Regions from separate parts of the Danio rerio genome. Here region 1 is linked to region 2. A link is a contact called in public Hi-C data. All regions are on one chromosome and are shown on one strand. The core of a region is the stretch at or near the end of the contact, and the rest is flanking DNA. Distances in the headings are between cores, read along the strand shown. Region 1 holds the start of ddx39aa (DEAD (Asp-Glu-Ala-Asp) box polypeptide 39Aa). Region 2 holds the start of smu1b (SMU1 DNA replication regulator and spliceosomal factor b).

Region 1 (6,408 bases), core at 3,342-5,841, 180 kb after region 2:
TGTCTCTCATTTATTTTTAGGGTAATTTCATGTAATTTATTATGTATGCAGTTGTCCCATACCCTTTGCCATGTTTCGTTTATACAGAGATTATTAGTAGGTTTCTGGTCGTCAGGAGGAATTAAACATTCAGTCACTTTCAAGGAGATAACCCGTTTTGCTGCCTCACCTGCCATGTAGTCTCACATGAATTCACACTTTTAAAAACATGAACAAATATAAAACACTTAAATTAGCCACATTACATGATTATACACATGAGATTGGGCTTTGTTGAGGGAGAAAAGCAAAATGACACTGCTGAAAAGGGGCAGAATGTAGCACAATAATCCTTTGATCTCAATTATTATGTTTTCATAATTATTGGAGAGCAAATTCAAAACTGCATTTCAATTAAATCCAAATCCCTACAGGGGGTATAGCTACAGATAAAACTGAACGTCCCTAATTAAAACTACAATCAGAAAGAAAAGACTTACATCTTGCATGAATTTGCGACAGACCGGTCTGATCTCTTTGCTTAATGTAGCACTGAACATCATGCACTGCTTCTCGTGAGGGGTCAGTCTGAAGATATCCTGGACATCCCGTCTCATATCTAACACGCAAAATCACACACAGTCAGCTGAACAAGAAAGCATCCAGACACCTCCATAAAGCAGTCGATAAAAAAATAAAAACCAAACACATACCCAACTGCTCCAGCATCTTGTCACATTCGTCCAAAACAAAGTGTTTGACGTTTTTGAGGGTCAAGGTCTTGTTGCGACTGAGGGCAAGAATCCTCCCTGGCGTTCCCACAACAATGTGTGGGCAGTTCTTCTTCAACACGTCTTCATCCTTCTTTATAGACATGCCACCGAAAAAGACGGCACACTTTACACTGGACATGTACTTGGAGAAGCGCTCGTACTCTTTACTGATCTGGAAGGCCAGTTCTCGTGTGTGGCACATAACCAACACAGAAACCTGAAGAGAATCACAAAATGGCAAATAAGCATTTCTATTTACGGCTAAAACTATACTAGAATGGAAAAACAGCAGCACATACGTAATTAACATGAATTGTGAATAGTTGAGACCCAATTTCAGTCTAGCCACACTTAGATAAATTAAGATATTAACCATGACAAAATATTTATCTGTTGGGAAATACAATTAGTTTTATAAACTTGGAGATGTTTTAAACATGCAAGATTTAGTGTAATTAACACACCTGTCCATCCACAGGCTCGATCTGTTGCAGTGTGGCAAGCACAAACACGGCAGTCTTTCCCATTCCAGACTTTGCCTGGCACAGGATGTCCATGCCCAGGATGGCTTGTGGGATGCACTCATGCTGGACTGAGAGGAGAAAACACAAAACATCAACAATAACACTTGCAGCATTTTGTTTTTAGCCCACATGATTGGTTTTACATATATGTAACAAAGACAAAAGGTCAGTATATTTACATTATTTCGATGGACTTAAGACGGGTGTCCAAACTTGGTCCTGGTGGGCCAGTGGCCTGCATATTTTAGTTAAAACCCCAATTAAACACACCTGAACCACCTAATCAAGCTTTTTCTAGGTATACTAGAAACTTCCAGGCAGGTGTGTTAAAGGAAGTTGGAGCTAAACTATGCAGGACACCGGCCCCCCAGGACCGAGTTTGGACACCCATGACTTATGATGGGCTAACCCATTTCAGATAATCTAGGATCTGATAATGCAGTCCATGCTGGAAGTGATGCCCTATTCCATGCAGAGTAACAGAGTTTTTAATAAACCTTGAACACTTTACTCACTTTCCTCCTTACATCAGCTGTATATATTTTGCAGATAATCCGCCTCTGCCACAAAACTATTAACTATATGTTAAATGATGAGATGTATTAATTTAAGAGAGATTTAACATTTTTTGATTACTGATTGTTAGTATACCAAGTTACTACCATATGCAAACTTCAAATATTAGCCCAAATATTTGAAGTGCGTTTACTTCTAGTCTTAAGAGGCATATAATGCCCATATCATGTAGTGGCTTAATACATGTAAATATATCAATCTCAAAACATTAGTGCTGGGAAAGATTAATCACACCCCAAAAGAAAAGTTTGTTTCGACTTGGGGTTGTATAATTATTCAAAATAATTTGTTACCAAAATATTTACATTTATATTGTATCACATACATGTAGAATTTATATTTTAATATTAACAAACATTGTCAAATATATGCATGCATGTATGTATATACACAGCGACAGTACACTTACAAAACTTTTATTTAGGATGTGATTAATTTATGTCCAGCTCTATACTACAATATATCTGTGTAAAACTGAAAGAACATATTTTCTAGCTTAAACTACAAAAACAACGAAACGAAATATATATTCTTACCCTCAGAAGGATGTTCAAAGCCACAGTCAACGATAGCGCGGAGCAACTCTGGTTTCAGGAGGAAATCTCGGAATCCGGAGCTGTGGATGGACACGTAAGACCCTTTAACCTCCTTCTTGCCAGTGGTGGCTCCGCTGTCTACAGTGGGCTGTGGCTCCTCATCTTCCTCATAGTCCAACAGCTCATTTTCAACATCGTTCTCGGCCATGGTAACTTCAAAAAATAAATGACAGCGTTAAGACAGGAATATCAATTAAGAATACATGCATTTCTGCAGAATTTATGATGGTAAATTTAAGACTTAAAGGAATAACAAATGACATCCAACATCATTGTTATGTCTAAATAGTAAGTTAAAGGGGGCAGACACAGAGTTGAATCTGCAACACTCCAAAGATTCAACATACAGCTTAGTTGTTGTTAGTCACAATTAAGGCTTACAACAAAATAGATAGAACACTACATTAAAGCTCTTGCAGCACCTTGTGATCACATTGGACAAAAGAGATGTTCTTCATCAGAATTTGTTTGCTAGAGCAAAGGTCTAAACAGTCCTTAAGGGATAGCTCACCCAAAAATGTAATTTACTCACCCTCGATTGGTTACAAAATACACACAATAAGATATTTTAAATTAGAAAATCTATAACCACTAACATGCAGTGGAAACAATGAATACTATGGAAGTCAATGGTTACAGGTTTTTAATATTTTGCTATTTTCTCATTTTCAACAAATGAAAAAAACTCATATGGTTTTGAAACTAGTAAGGCACGAGTAAATAATGACAGGATTTCATTTCTGGATGAAATATCCCTTTAAATCAGCAGGATACATATCAATGAAAACCAATATGACACAAGTGGAGTTTTCGGTGACATAGATTATCATCAAATGAGTACAATTAAAGCAAGAAAAAAATCTGACACTATGGTAAGGGAAAAAAAATCTATGAAATTAAGTTTTATACCTTACTGACATATTAGAGCTTGTGTTTAGGACAAACACACATCTGATCAATTTCTCAGTAAACAAGACTTCTTTTTGCATCTCAACCCAGTTTGACCTGTATCTTTGTATCTTTTTCCAATGCAATATTAAATCCACAGCTTAATGAATTAGAGCCTTAAAGACTTATATTTTGTAACCACTCTTGCTTTAAGACCGGTAGAAAAAAACAGTTCATAAATGAGCGCAAAAACAACCCCCCACTGAACAAATACTCTGCTTTCAGTTCTGAAACAACATAAACTACATCAACAGGTATTATGCAGCATTATTAAACCCAACAAAATACACTTTAAATTAGAGCACACGTCGTTATTACTGATAAATCATAACTATGTGATGATAAAGATGAATTTTTGAAGGGCAAACACCTCCAATGCCATAATAAAAGTTACGATATGTTGCAAATTCTGCTCCAATTTAGCCGATTGACTGACTGGGGTAAAGTTGCATTTATATTCGCACATTCGTTCATTTTAACGCTCTCTATGTGAATTACTACAATAATAATTACTTAAAAATGTGGGTCTAAAATCGCATTTAGGCATGACTTCAAAACATTGGCACCATTTAATTGACTGTGAGAGACGCTGTACTTTGATCGATAGCAGTCATTGGTTGCAAACGTTAATATGATTACCCTGTTCAGAATTTAAAATTAACACTTTTCTGAAATTAAATTAAAGAGAAAGTCCAAATCTGCTAAATAAAAACCAACGTTAACCCGATGACCGAGCGCCGCTCAGCGTGCAGACAATAGAGGCGCCATTCGCTTTCTCATACAACTCATCCCTGTGGATTCAATAAATGGCGCAATTGGCCTTTTCTCAAAATGTGTATGTACCATCTAAGACCACGACGTATTTTAAAACACCCGAAGTCGTGAAATACGAAGCTATTTGGCGATTGTCGGTTTCTGTCTCGTGTTTGGGCTTTGAGGCTCACAGGCTGAGCGGTGAACGTAGACAAACGCGAGGTGTCCATCTCAACTGTTCTTCTATATTACTACATGTATAACTAAAAGGCCTCTAATATAAGGTACAATCAAAAAGTGTGTGACATTCATTATGGCATAATTAAGAAATTACAGTTAAGAGTTGTATAAAATAAAGCAAAATTTACCTTTTAATGTTGGTACTGAACGTCGGCACTGGAGAATCGTGTGCTTAGGCCTTAAGTTTACAGCGCTTCCCGGATATAAAAACCGAGCTCATCCATTGGATGTGTATGACGCCAATCATGGCTGTGAAGCAGTACGTGCGTGTGGTTGGGTAACAAAAAGAGCGCGTCGACGTGGTGGGCGGTTCAAGCAACTGTCGCCAATATTCATACTCATAAATGTCCACACGATGTCACTACATGCATTCAGATTTTTGGTTTAATTGTGATAAAAAGTGCGAAATAAATTGATTTGAAAATATATAAATATAAAATTATAATTATAATCTAATTATAAAATTATATTATTATAATATATATTATAATTTGAATAAATAAGTAAATATAATCTGATTAAAATATATATATTGTATATAAATGTATGCTTGTATTCATGGTGAAAGCATTAAAATCAGAGTCAGTTTTATACAATAAAAGTACAATAAACACTACATAAACTAAGTAGGCAACAAAAAAAGACATTAAAATAATTGGGAATTGGAGTGTTCAGCATAAATGAGTACACTCAATTAAAAAAATTAACATTTTATCAATATCTCAGAAAATATAGGTAACATTTTGGGTGCATTTTAACAAATTAGATTTATTAAACAGATATTTATTCTTTCATTTTCTTTTCGGCTTAGTACCTTTATTAATCTGGGGTCGCCACAGCGGAATGAACCGCCAACTTATCCAGCACGTTTAATGCAGCGAATGCCCTTCCAGCTGCAACCCATCACTGGGAATCAAACTTGAGACCATATTTAGATTCATCTACATTTTTGGTTCAAATGTTCCACTTGTTAATGCTGATAAAATAGTTTGTAAATAAAATAACAACAAAAAAAAAATTTATTTACATGTTTATATTGCATACGTTTTACTAATGATCTAACTATCTGTAAAATTTTCTAAACTCTAGTAATTTAACAAGAAGTGATTGGGTCATTATTATACTTAAATATTATGCTTATATATGCTGGGTAGTATACATTCCATGCTATTTTATTATAATAATAAATAACTTGTAAAACTTGTCACCATATTTAAATTCATCGACATTTTTTCATGCAAATTTTCCACTAAATTGTTCACGCTAATAAAATAGCTTGTAATAAAAAATGCAAAATATTTATTTGTATTTACATGTTTATATTAGATACCTATCATCTATAGAATCTTGTAAAAAATTGTATTTACATGTTTATATTAGATACGTTTTACTAATGATCTAACTATCTGTACAATTTTGTAAACTAACTAGTAATTTAACAAGATGTTAATGGGTCATTATTATACTTGAATATTATGCTTTAAATGCTGGGTAGTATACATTACATGCTATTTTAATATAACAGTAAATTACTTGTAAAACTTGTCACCATATTTAAATTTGTTTACATTTTTTGTGTTAATTTTCCACTAAATTGTTCACGCTAATAAAATAGCTTGTAATTAAAAATGTGAAATATTTATTTGCATTTACATGTTTATATTAGATACCTATCACCTATCGAATCTTGTAAACTAAATAGTAATTTAACAAGAGGTTAGTGGGTCATTATTATACTTGAATATATTCTGGGTACAATAAATTACTGTACATGTTATTTCAGTATTATAATAAATTACTTGTAAAACTTGTCATCATATTTAAACTCCGCCATATTTTTTTGTGGTTAACGCTGATAAAATTGTTTGTAAATAAAATGGTGAAATATTTTTGCATTTACATATTTATATAAGACTCTGTTTACCTGTAGAATCTTGTAAACTATCTAATCATTTAACAAGCAGTTAGTGAGTCTTTAGACCTGAAATGTACTACATTTCATTAGATAAAATAAATTAT
Region 2 (6,973 bases), core at 1,022-3,521:
GGAAATTTTCACAGTATGTCTGATAATATTTTTTCTTCTGGAGAAAATTTTATTTGTTTTAGTTCAGCAAACATTAAAGCAGTTCTTAATTTTTTTAAAACCATTTTAGGGACAAAATTATCAGCCCCTTTAAGCTATTTTTTCCCCGATAGTCTGCAGAACAAACCATCGTTATACAATAACTTGCCTAATTACCATAACCTGCCTAGTTAACCTAATTCACCTATTGCACATTTAAATATCATTTTAAGCTGTATAAAGTGTCTTGAAAAATATCTAGTCAAATATTATTGTCATCATGACAAAGATAAAATAAATCAGTTATTAGAGATGAGTTATTAAACTATTATGTTTAGAAATGTGTTGAAAAAATCTCTCCATTAAACAGAAACTGGGGAAAAGATTAAACAGGGGGGCTAATAATTCTGACTTCAACTGTATATAAAAATTGTTCACTTTAATGTTTCAATTAGCTTTTGTGAAATTATATTTCACTACTGTCATTCAACAAAACGTTCATGTCAAAATGAAACACTCTGAGCTGCACTAATTAAAATGCATCACATTTTATTATCAAAATCTTCCTTATGACAAACGGAAAAAGTTTGGTTTAAGGATTGTCAAGAATTTTAGTATCCAAACTATTGTTGCGAGAAATGGTAATACAGTAGATGATGAAAAAATAAGTAATATTCATTTTTAAAAGTTGTATGTTTTTTGATAGGAACAGCTTACCCAAAAATGTATATTTATTTTCTCACTATTCACACAACCTCAAGTGGTTCAAAACCTTTATGAGTTTCCTTTTCTGTAGAACATATAAGAAGACATTATAAAGTCTGTTTTGAAACTGGTAAGCATTGACTTCCAGAGTATAAAACAAAATACTACATAAGCCAATGCATACAGGTTTCCAACATTCTTCAAAATAACTCCCTTTCCATTCAACAGAAGAAAGAAGTACTTTGAGAAGCTAAATGACAGAAATATCAGTTTTGTGAGAACGTTTATTTCTGCGTATGCTTTACCATTTATATATTTCATTACATAACATTATTCTAACAACTGTAGCGTTTGTTACATTTGGGCAGATTGGTCCTAAAATGCACCTTGACTACTTTACCTGTTCGTAGAGGTCGATGAGCAGCTTGTCGGGAAGTTTGAGATATTGTATGGCAAGCAGCACGATGTCCCACTGCCCGTTGTTGATGTCCGAGATGAAGCTGTCGATGCTGTCCACCGTGTGCAGAGAGACGGTGGTCTCCTCCTGGAGCATCGCCAGAGTGCGGTGCAGATTATTCTCCTTCAGGTACTGCATGATCAGCCGGATCACGCTGCAAACAGTCAACGACGCCGTCAATCATACAATATGTCACACTTTTACCCAGTAGCATTGGATTAACTAAATAATAAGTTCCTTATCTATATTTTAAGTGTGATTAGTTCTGCGTTTAGTCTACTTGAAAAACAAAACACGCTGACGTATGGCTAAAAACGTTTATTGTTTATATTGTGGTGTCACAAAATATGTAGTTTTTCATTATTATATGTGCGCAATATTACAACAGAGGATGATGACAAAAATAGATAAATATAGGCTATATAAGAGCATCGCGAGAAAGTTGCAAGTCGAATGTTTACATTTTGCATTTTGTTTAGCAATCCTTTTCTATAGATTTTTATATTGGACCTGTAGCTATTAGTTTTTGAAGTGTTCATATTTTATTAATATTTATTTGTTATTTTATAGATTTTAAATAATAAATATGCCCTAAGTTCTACATAAAGTGCGTAAACAATATAGTCTACTTTTAAATGTATAAAAAAGAAATAGTCATTTGCATGTAATCTTTATATCTTTTCTATTATTTATATCGGATATGAGATGACTTATATCGTCATTTGTCGCTCAGCCAAGATGTTAAATTCTTCTCAAAACTTTTGTCTAGCCTAGCACAGGTAGTAACTGATGATTTTCATCAATGAAAACGAATGCACAATATTTTACTTCAGACATCATTTACATTGTTTAACAGTTCTATTCAATTTTCCCTTGGATAAGTGTTCCCGTCAATGATTAAAAACGCATCTATACCATTTTAAAGCTGCTTTGATTAGAGGAGATCATTAATAATAAACCCCCATTCATGAAATTACAATAATAATGTAATAAACAAAACCAGTGTTTGACTTACTCTGCGGATTCCACTTCGAGGTCCATGTCTGCGGCTGTGTTTGGTGCGACTCTGCTCTCCTCCGTCTGGATGCGACTGCCAATATTCTCTCCTGCTCGTCTTGTGTTGGTCCTCAGCCACGTGATCGCCGTGTGTCCGCGACCGCCCAAAACACGTGCTGTTGTATTTATTGCTCCCACGTCTGAGATCGCAGAAACCTCTCGCAAATTGTTGCGGTTTTTTTGGGAGGGCGGATTAATGACGCGTGTGGGGGAATTAATGGGAAAAAACCCGCAACGTTGCCATCAGGTGTCGAGATCTCGTGCAGGCAGATGATGCTGCATCGAGACATGAAGCTGATTTTTTTTTAAGCAGCACACACATTGTAGTGTTTATCCTCACTTATAAGGACCAAAATGGGGATGTACAGATGCTCACTGCATTAAACAAACTAAAAATTACTGGTCTAGTTTCAGTAGACGGCAATTTGAAAGGGTTTTTGCATGCAATCATTGCAAAACACAAATCTATTTTTAAATACAGGTGTCGCTCTCCTGCGAGTCTGTTATGGCAAGCCTCTTCAACATTTACGCAAAGAAAACATGCCGTTTATCAACTTCGTCCTTCAGTGGAACATTAAAAAGAATATTTCACCCCCGTAAAATATAAAGCGTCATCATTTGCTCACCTTTAACCTGCTGAAAACCTCGAGTATCATTTTTCTGTCCAATAGGAAAGATATTTTGAATTATGTTGGGAACTGAAAACGGCACCTATTTTTCCTTCTCCTATTAAAAGTCAATGGGAAAGCAACATTGATCATGTTCAACAGAATAAAGAAACTTGAGGTTTTAAAACCTCATGGGGTAGAACGAGGCAATTACAAATTCTAGGTGACTGACTTTAAACAGCACCCATGACCCAACGTTTTACAAAACATAACTTTCCCAAAAGGTGTCTGAAGATTAAACTCAAAAGATTTAAACTGTAAAATAATAAAAAGTACATTTGAACAGAAGCCAAAACAAGGCATTATCCTGTACATGCAGTTACATTTAAATGAACTGCTGCCGTCTAGTCTAGCTGAAACATTTGGTTTCGTCATGTCACAGAAAGTCCCATTCATGTTATGCTTGAGATGAAGGTTCAGGCTGTTCAATTATTGCAGCCTTCTGCTCATAATAAAATGTAGAGGACAACAGTGTATTGGATTAAATGTTTTGCCATGCCTCTAATGCCCACAATAGCTGATGGTGTTCCCCCTTCTGATCAAAAGTGAGAATAAACTTGCTCTGTTGGACGATGAAAGAATGAAGAAATGTACTTGAGAGTACTTGGAAAGGTGAGCTATGGGTTATTGCCTAAAAAAACAGACATTTTGAACCTAAATATTACCGAGTGTACTTGAATGTGTGTATATATATATATATATATATATATATATATATATATATATATATATATATATATATATATATATATATATTTTTTTTTTTTTAAATATGTAAAAACTTGTCTGAGTTCACCTTGTTTATCAGATTATATATACATATTATGACTGCAAACTAATTGTATAATACTCGTGTAGTAAAAACAAAATGTACAGCCTAACAGGGTAAATGGAAACCAGACCACAGATAGAATGTTTCAAAAAATCATGTTTTATTTGTGAGGTACATGTCTCACTTCTGGCTTGACTCTGACTTGGATGTGGAGGCTCTCAGAGAGGAAAGACGGCGTCTCTTAGCAATCTGTTCTTGACGTTTCTCCTTGGCCTCCTACAAGAAAAGCACACACATTCAGATTTTCACATTTTCAGGTTCACAGCTTGTGCTATGTACATTTATGTACTTGCCTAAACTTTTAACCCAAATATTTTTAGACATACAAATGGTTTTAAAACATAAAAAGGCTAGCTTAAACTTTAGAAAGCCACCATCAATTAGACTTTTCACAAAATAAACTGGTTGCATACCTTCATCCTCTTGGCCAGCAGTTTGGTGTATTCTGCTGCTGCCTCCTTGTTCTTCAGTGTGCGCTGCCTCTTGAGAGCGATGCGTCTGCGCTTGTGCTGCAGCACACGGGGTGTAACCAGACGCTGAATCTTAGGGGCTTTAGTCCTGGGCTTCTTGCCTGCAAGAAAAAGCATGATCAACCATAATTCTGTGGACATGCTTCAAATCCTTATGATTATGATCTCTATGACCTAGCTGCAAAGCAGTAAATGAAACTGATATACCTAAAAATGAAGGCAAGGTCTTCTCAACTGACTTTTACCAATTATAATTAAAGGCACATGAAGTGCATTTTGAAATTCGGGGCCCAGACACTTACAAACCATGGCTCATTTAGGATTTTTTTAACAAACACTAAAACGGCAACTTTTAATGCACATAAATGAGCAAAAGAACAACAAAAGAGAAGGTCCTCACTCCAAAATTTGTGTTAAAAGCATTTAAATAGACACGATTTAGCATTTATCACTGTATTTACATTTATGCATGAACTATCCAAATGCAACATTTTTAATATAAAAAAGTCAAAGTCTGAGCATCTGAGAAACGACTTACAGAATTAAAGCTCAGCACTACTGCTTAGTACTGAGCGCACATAAGTTCACAAGTAAAAGTACTTATTTGCTGGGTGATTAATCAAAATTAAATTGCAAATGATTTAAGCAAAGCAGCCGTTGTCATGCATCACACGTCACGGATCACAGGTAAAATTAAAGCAATTCAATCTGAAATTTCAAAAAATGTTTTGCAAGACCGTAAATGAAGAAAAACGGATGCACTGGAGATTTACTCTAAACTATTACTGACAAAAAGCACACAAAAATAACTGATTAATCATTCAGCACTATTAATATTGTATACAATTAAACCCTTTCAAAGCATTTGAACAGAATATTTTCAGATTCAGTATACACTGTACAGAAAGTTTGACAGAGCATTGCAGTACAACCTGCCCCTAATAATATGAACAGGTTGTTATCCGGTTAGCAGCTCCACAGTTACTTTAGGCACCGCAATGTCCCCCCTTTAAGCTACTGACCAGTCAAAAAGGGTCTGCTAGTGTGCCACAAAAATAAAACTGTCAAACTGTGTGCTCACTTCACATTATTAAAACTACTAAATGCAGACAGCCGTACCTTCTTTAGTGAGAGGTCTCCGGACCACATACTGCCTGACATCGTCCTCTTTGGACAGGTTGAAGAGCTTGCGGATCCTGCTAGCCCTCTTGGGTCCCAGACGGCGAGGGACAGTGCTATCAGTCAGCCCAGGAATATCCTTCTCACCTGAAGGAAAGAGGAAAATCTATCAATTATGACCAAAATACCAGTCCACTGCTCCTATTCACATGTTAAATGCCATGCAATAATTATGGCAGAGCATTGCAGTACAACCAGTCCCTAATGACATGAACAGGCTGTTATCCGGTTAGCAGCTCCACTGTTACGGTTGGCACCATTTTGTCCCCCCTTTAAGCTACTGAACAAACAAAAAGGGTCTGCTAGAGTGCCACAGAAGAAATGTAACCATGCACATTTTTAATTTTAAAAAAGCATGACTCTTAAAAAAAAAAACAAAAAAAAACGTTACATCGCTATAGCAACTTCGAGATAATTTGCCCAAAATGAAAACTGTCATTTAATCAACCTCCAATTGTCAAATCTTTAAGAATATTTCTTTAGTTCAATACAATTTTTAAAAATAAAATTAAAACATTTTGAAAAAGCTGTAGACATCGAGTATTTGTTTTTCTATAAACACCAATAGTTACAGGTTTCGAACATTTTTCAAAATATCTTTTGTGTTCCACAGAAAAAGGAAACAGATTTGGAACCACCTGAGAGGGAGTAAATGTTCATATTTGGGTGAACTATAGCTTTAAAGTGAGATGACAAATGGGGCAACTTTGAGCAAAGCTTCTGGAAAATAATGCAGTGATGCCGTTTTCCTACAGAGAATGGCCAACACATTTATACCTCAATTTGATTGTCCCATTTAGTTTCCATGTCTCACCTGCTTGGCCACTGACGGCATTATCGCACAATGTCACCCAGAAACATTGCTCTCAAATTTACCTCACCTTTAGTCAAGATGCTAGGCTAAATGTTTATTCTATTCAGGAAATGTTCATGAGAATAACCTCCTAAAGTCAAATGCTATTTAAGGTTTCTGCCTGGATTTTGCCTACCCAAATTCAAATGTTTCCCAAATCCACATCCAGAGGTGTAAATACAAAGGTTTGGTGTCATTTTAAAGAAAACCCTTTGAATTTTTATGAAACTCTGTTGAAATGATTAAAACAATTGTGTATGTTATCCGTGTTATAATAAACCCCTACAAAAAAAAGGGCTTTTTGTAAATTCAAATTTGAAAGTGTACCTTTTAGGTTCTGTGTGGTCTAGGTTGCGATAATTAATTTTGTAAGTTCCTACATGTCAGTAATCATAGGGGAAAAAAAAAAAACGTCTCTATCATAATCTATGGAAAAGTTATTCTATTCCAACTGATGAGAGAACAGAACTTCTTATTGGGGCAGCACAGACCTTTAAAATTTAATGGATGCCGAAGTAAATGACGTCACGGACCCAATACAGAGTTTAGGAGGCTGAGCAGATATTTTCTCTTTAGTGATCATCAAAGGGTCTACTGGAAGGTCATTATTTCACATTTATATCCTTCACTTGTTTTTTTACGGCAGAATTATGAGCACAAGTGCACTGATGGAACTGCACCAACAACATGTGCCATTCTGATATCACCCAATATTAAATATCAGCCAAGCATACT

The links. A called contact is a pair of places that touch in the nucleus more often than the background predicts.
Region 1: a Hi-C map of hematopoietic stem cells shows a contact between it and region 2, with 2.7 times the contacts expected there. The contact joins the promoter of ddx39aa here to the promoter of smu1b in region 2. A contact is called at or near these places in 1 of 18 Hi-C or Micro-C datasets (hematopoietic stem cells) and 1 of 4 datasets of contacts at active chromatin or transcription factors (embryo).

Annotation. Positions count from the first base shown.
Region 1 is chr1:48,482,699-48,489,106 of GRCz12tu, forward strand. ddx39aa (DEAD (Asp-Glu-Ala-Asp) box polypeptide 39Aa) reads right to left here and starts at 4,592. Exons shown (of 10, transcript NM_001328342.1): 1 at 4,518-4,592; 2 at 2,389-2,601; 3 at 1,217-1,344; 4 at 693-969; 5 at 480-598. The coding sequence starts at 2,596.
Region 2 is chr1:48,300,085-48,307,057 of GRCz12tu, forward strand. It overlaps smu1b (SMU1 DNA replication regulator and spliceosomal factor b), which reads right to left and starts at 2,272. Exons shown (of 13, transcript XR_012407700.1): 1 at 2,196-2,272; 2 at 1,124-1,334. rps6 (ribosomal protein S6) reads right to left here. Exons shown (of 6, transcript NM_001003728.1): 4 at 5,326-5,472; 5 at 4,150-4,307; 6 at 3,813-3,952. The coding sequence ends at 3,857.